Linked DNA regions of Mus musculus: region 2 is linked to region 1. A link is a contact called in public HiChIP or PLAC-seq data. All regions are on one chromosome and are shown on one strand. Each heading gives the region's core, a stretch centred on a gene start, on an enhancer-like site or on the middle of the called end of the contact. The rest is flanking DNA. Distances are from core to core; before and after follow the strand shown.

Evidence for each region. HiChIP or PLAC-seq counts read pairs in DNA pulled down with a chosen protein or histone mark.
Region 2: a CTCF HiChIP or PLAC-seq map of CD8 T cells shows a contact between it and region 1, with 5 read pairs. The contact joins two enhancer-like sites. A contact is called at or near these places in 2 of 15 datasets of contacts at CTCF or cohesin (CD8 T cells and embryonic stem cells), 2 of 484 Hi-C or Micro-C datasets (the G1E-ER4 cell line and embryonic stem cells) and 2 of 115 datasets of contacts at active chromatin or transcription factors (extraembryonic endoderm stem cells and stem cell-derived neural progenitor cells).

Annotation. Positions count from the first base shown.
Region 1 is chr9:57,989,178-57,991,877 of GRCm38.p6, forward strand. No RefSeq gene overlaps it. Among named protein-coding and RNA genes, the nearest start is that of Cyp11a1, 24 kb to the right of the region's middle. Within about 2 kb of position 1,449, at least 36 of the 459 cell types and tissues checked have an H3K27ac peak or open chromatin away from gene starts, as enhancers often do. A contact at or near this core is called in CD8 T cells, where this site is marked.
Region 2 is chr9:58,225,193-58,227,892 of GRCm38.p6, forward strand. The region is part of intron 7 of Pml (promyelocytic leukemia); the gene reads right to left. Among named protein-coding and RNA genes, the nearest start is that of Mir6385, 5.4 kb to the left of the region's middle. Within about 2 kb of position 1,254, at least 33 of the 459 cell types and tissues checked have an H3K27ac peak or open chromatin away from gene starts, as enhancers often do. A contact at or near this core is called in CD8 T cells, where this site is marked.

The sequences.
Region 1 (2,700 bases), core at 199-2,698:
ACCCTGAGCAGAAGACAGAGCAGGAGCAAAGGCTCATGGTTAGTGATGGGAGTGGAGGGGCCAGAAGAAGCTGGAGTCCCTGCCTTTACTGTCACATGCTACCCCGAAAGAAGGCAACTTCCCATTTGTAGCTCTTCCTGTGAGTCAAGCCAAGGAGCATAGTGTTGAAGCAGGGTGAGGGTGTAGATGATGTGGAGGGTGAGGTATTTAGCTGTGAAATTGAGAGCAAAGGGACAGGGATTAAGTTTCAAGATCAGTATGAGGTGGTAGGAGGTTCACACTCATCGCTGCTGAGTCACGAGATGGCACACCTACCCCTTGTCTGGTTTCTGCTGCTCCTGAGGAAATGGTCATCAAGGTTCGAGTCATCCATCTCTCCACCTAGTGCAGGTCAAGCAAGCACCGCCCTTTCCCTAGTATGGTCCTATCCCCCGGTGTCTATTGTGACTCCCCAGCCCTGGCCCCTCTGGGCAGTGGAGAACTGTAGGGGGAGGCTGCTGGCTTCGATGGGGCTTCAATAAAATTACCTGGCTGTGGCAGCTTCAGTGGCAACTAGGGAGGCAATGGTGAAGGGGCCCTCAGAGGGCAAGCTGAGCCAGCCAGGGTCCTTCCTAGTCCCCTCTGCAGCCTTCTCCCATGAAGGGGTCTAGTAGCTGGTCCTGGGCTGACCAGATAGGGTATGACAGATCACTTCTGGCTCACACTGGGGCCTCTGTAGGTGGCTAATAGCAAGAGGTTCTGCCCCAGGAGTGGCCACAGCCAGGTTCTAGTCACCTGCCTCAGGTCCCAGGCCATGATAAGGCTGGAGTAGAAAAGGGATTCATCAGAGGTCTGCTGGTCCATCCTGTCAGATAGGGGACTAAGGACTCTGCCAAGTGGATGAGGTAGAACCCTAGACTATGGGATCCTTTTGGTCTCTAATCTTCCAACTCTCTGTCTTGCCTAACCTGCTGCTCTGACCCACTCAAGGGTCTCTTCTCAGGGCCCAAGAGGGTCATCTCTATTGCTGGAGTTCTCCTGACTGGCCCTTCTCACCTTCATCCCATTTCCTGTCCTGGGGGCTGAGGCACACCTCTCTCCCCACAGCAATTGGACCATCACTCTCTACCCCAACGTGACTGCATGGGTACCTTTAGCTCGCAGTCTCTGGGGGTTCCTACTCACACTGAGCTTCCACTGCAAGTTGACTTTCTATGTGGGTATGGCCTGGACGCATTCCCTTCCTCAGTCTTTACCATCTCCTGAGAGCAGAGTTGGGTACACGTCTAGAATGTTCTCTCAGCTGGTGGACACACCACACAAGAAGAGACTGAGGGCTTTGTCTTTCTTCTGTGCTCAGGTTAGAAAGGCTGAACCCCTTATGTTACCCCTGCCTTATTATGTCCTGGGACCTTAGGCAGATGGCCGGAACTTGAGTGTGGCCTTTCTGGGGGGGCAGCAGCGCCCCCTACTGGCCACTTAGAGAGATCCCGGTCGAGATGATCTGTTATAACCTGCTGGGTCTGCCTAGGGCCAGCTGCTGGTCCCTTCAAGGGAGGAGACTCAGGCTCCCATGAAGGCCCTGTGGAGGCTGCAGAAGGGATCAGGAAGGACCATGGCTGGCTTAGCTTGCCCTCCATAAAATGGGATAATAACACTCAATGTTTAGAGCTTGCTTGGTGATTAGACTGATTGATGATGTACTATGAAAAGAGCTCTGCAGGTGCAGGATGTGGTTCAGAGGAGTGGGTCAGAGGAGAGCAGAGTGCAGTTCTGGAAGCTGCCTCAGAGGCCAGCCTGACTCCTGCCCCGGTTCACTTTCTGTTGCTGTGACGAAACACGGGGACCAGAAGTAAGCTGGGGAGGAAAGGGTTTATTTGGCTTACTCGTCCATATCAGTGAGGGAGAAGTCAGGGCAGGAACCCAAGCAGGAGCAGTGGCAGGAACCGTGACAGAGCGCTGCTTACTGGCTTGCTCCCTCTGCCTTGCTCAGGTGGCTGTTTTATGTCTCCAGGCACCACCTGCCCAGGGCTGGCCCTACTCACAATGGGCTGGGTTCTCCTACATCGATCATTAAATGGAAAAAAAAATGCTCCACAGACTTTCCCACAGGCCAATCTGATGGAGGCAACCCTTCATCTGATGATCTGATGGAGGCAACCCCTCATCTGATGCTCCCCCATTCCAGGGTTCCAGCTTGTGTCCGGTTGACCAAAGCAAAACAAAACTAACCAGTGCAAGCTCTTCTCTAGATCCTGCTCCGGACTTTCTGGCACAGGTTGAAAGTCAGATGGCACCCTGGTCCTGGGTGGTGAGAGGGCCCGGGGTCTGGCGAGGAGAGAAGATCCTGCCTGGCATGGCTTTTCTACTTAATGGTTCCACTGTCCATGTAGGCCAGACCTCCAGTACCCCAAGGCAGATTGGGCTGTCTCTGTAAATTTCTCCTGGGACTGTCTAAGGGGCACAAGTGACCTTTACCCTAAAGGCTCACCACTTGTCTCAGGTGACAATCTTTTGTTTGTTTGTTTGAGACAGGGTTTCTCAGTGTAGCCCTGGCTGCCCTGGAACTCACTCTGTAGACCAGGCTGGCCTCGAACTCAAAAATCTGCCTGCCTCTGCCTCCCAAGTACTGGGATTAAAGGTGTGTGCCACCACTGCCCAGCTTCTCAGGTGACGATCTTAGGCCCCAGTGAGTACTAATAGTCTTAGGCACCTGGCTCT
Region 2 (2,700 bases), core at 4-2,503, 240 kb after region 1:
CACATAAAAGCAATGGACTCTTCTACCCCCAGGCTTGCTCTGCACAGTGAGCAATGATCACCTCTTCCTAACCTGAATTGTGTATCTCCCTCCTCCCTTGGTGATCCTGATAACCCACGGATGGTTGGATCTCACTGTCCTCTCCCCACCTGCTATAGTGCTTGTGACATCTCCTGAGCTCAACCATATACAATGCCCAGGGAAACCTCTGGAATACTTTTCTCCACTGTTCCTTCCTAGGTTTCCAGTTCCATCCCGGGGCCAGTAGCTTGAACGTTATCAAAGATGATGAGATAGAAAGTAATGTCCAGCTAACAGAAGAATATAGGCAACAACGGAAAGGCAAGGACCAAATTTTGGCTACAGGTGAGAAACAGTTACAAGAGGTGCCCTGCCCTCAGCAATGCACCTCTGCAGAGGGTAGAGTGGTAATCCAGGGGGAGGGACAGAGAGAATGTGCACAGTACACACACAAGGCTTTAGGCAAAGCTGCCAGTACACCCTGGCATTCTGGTCTAGCAGGCAGGAGCAACAACTAGTCAGAGCAGGCTGCCCTAACCCAGAGACTGTACCCAGTACAGGGGAAAGGAAGCCAGAATCAAAGCCAGAAAAACAACCTTTACAAGAGCAAAGAGACCTGGAACGAAGCACCCAGAAATGCAAAGAGAGATGGACTTCTGGGAGAGGCTGACCCAGTCAGGAATGCTAGGGACTATCTAGGACCACGGTGCTGAGAGGCCTGGAGCTTCCCTCGTGCCAACAAATGGGTAGAGGGTGTAGGCATGGTGTGGAGATGCAGAAAGTAGGATGAGAAGCCTAGGCCAAGGGGGAAGCAGGGAGCGGGCAGTGACTGGCAAGAAGGAAGTAGATGAATCAGAAGACACAAGGGCGGGGGAGCAGGAGATAGAGTGAGCCTCCTCACAGGGTGGGGGCAGGGGAGCAGGGGAGCAGGACTCAGGTGTGGGTCTTAGAGGAAGACAGACTTCCCCTCCAACCAGGCAGAAGTGGCAGATGAAGGGAAGTGCCAACAGCAGACAAATCTGTAATTAGGTAGCAGATGCTGACAATTCCCACACCGCCAAAAGGGCTTCAGTTTCTTACCAGGAGCAGAAGGTATAGTCAACAGGCTAGGGTCAGGGTCAGGATGAAGCTCAGAGAAGTGTCCCTGAGGAGCCAAATGAGAACGGGAGGGCATGACCAGAAGTCCTTAGTTCTTTGCCTTCCTTTGTGGCTTTTCTCTAACATGTCTCCAGGGGGCAGCAGAGAGTCAATGGGGCCCCGGGGAATCTTCCTGTGGTTGTTTCTGCCAGCAGAGCTCCATGAGATAATGATTGAAAAAGGGAGAGCTGGTAGGAGGTGACAGATTTGAGGCTGTGGTCTGAGTCAGAGCAGTCAGTCCATTTTGAGATGGTGTCAAAGCACGAAGTGTGGCCATGCTGATGGTTGCCAGCTGAAGTGACTGACAGGCTGAAGATCCTTGAGTTGTCAAGGAGTGGAGGTCAGATGGTGGGTGTTGAAATCAACCAGAAAGAAAGCAAGACATGAAGGGGAAGAAGAAATCTAGGGGTGGGGTGGGGCAGATGGTCCTATCTTTCCTCCATGAGAGGGGAGGCGGGGAGATGTCTGAGACAAACTGGGGAGATAGGGTTGCACTCTAAGAGCTGGACCTCAAAGCCACCAGTGATGGAATATATTATAGTAGAGGCCTTGCCCTGCTTTCCACTTTGGATGTTCACAGTGTGGCGGGAAGAAAGCTAAACGGCACCACAGGGAAGATCCTGCACAGGATCTGATGGCCATGGGGAAAAGGGTTCACAACAGAGATTATGTGGAAGTATTTATTGAAACAAACAAACAAAAAAAAAGCCGGGCGTGGTGGTGCATGCCTTTAATCCCAGCACTCGGGAGGCAGAAGCAGGCAGATTTCTGAGTTTGAGGCCAGCCTGGTCTACAAAGTGAGTTCCAGGACAGCCAGGCTATACAGAGAAACCGTCTCAAAAAAAAAAAAAAAAATAGTATTTATTGAGCAGTCATACCTGTCAGGCTTTGGGATGGACAGAATCTCTGCATTCATAGGCAGGGATATCTGGCCATAAGACTGCAGAGTGAGATGGGGTGGCAAGCAGCCACGGAAGAGGAAAGAAGTCAGGTTCTCAGAGGCCGGTCTGATAGAGGACCCAGGCCTGGACTGGTAGAGATGTGGCTTCTTGGTGGTGCTAATGAAATTTCAAAGACTTCAAGGAGGGCCTTGAACTTGGAAATTCCCCCGTGGGGCTCTGTTAGAATCTCTGGGGTGGGGGACCTAATTCCTGAGCACCACCCATGGAAGAAGCATTTGGCTGAAAAGCCATGGAGAAGCCACTGGTGAAACCTGAGGGAGCCCTGGAGGGAGTGTCCAAGGGACTGGAAGGTTCTGGGCATGCAGCAGAGTGTGGTGATGGCCCTCTCTCTGTGTGTGCGCATCAGCAGATGCCTGGGAAGCCCTGTGGTGGCCAGAGTGGTGGCCTGAGCAATAGGAGGAGCCCTATGTCGAGGTACAGTACCCCTGGAGGACAGGCTACCAAGGGTGATGAAGGAAGGTGGCTCTCCTTGCTTTGTGTGGGAAAATGCAGATCTGAGAGAGGACAGCAGCATACTTCTGGCAAGTGGAAGGCTGACTGGAAGACTAGACTTAAGAGTCAGAGCTTGCTCAGTGGGATG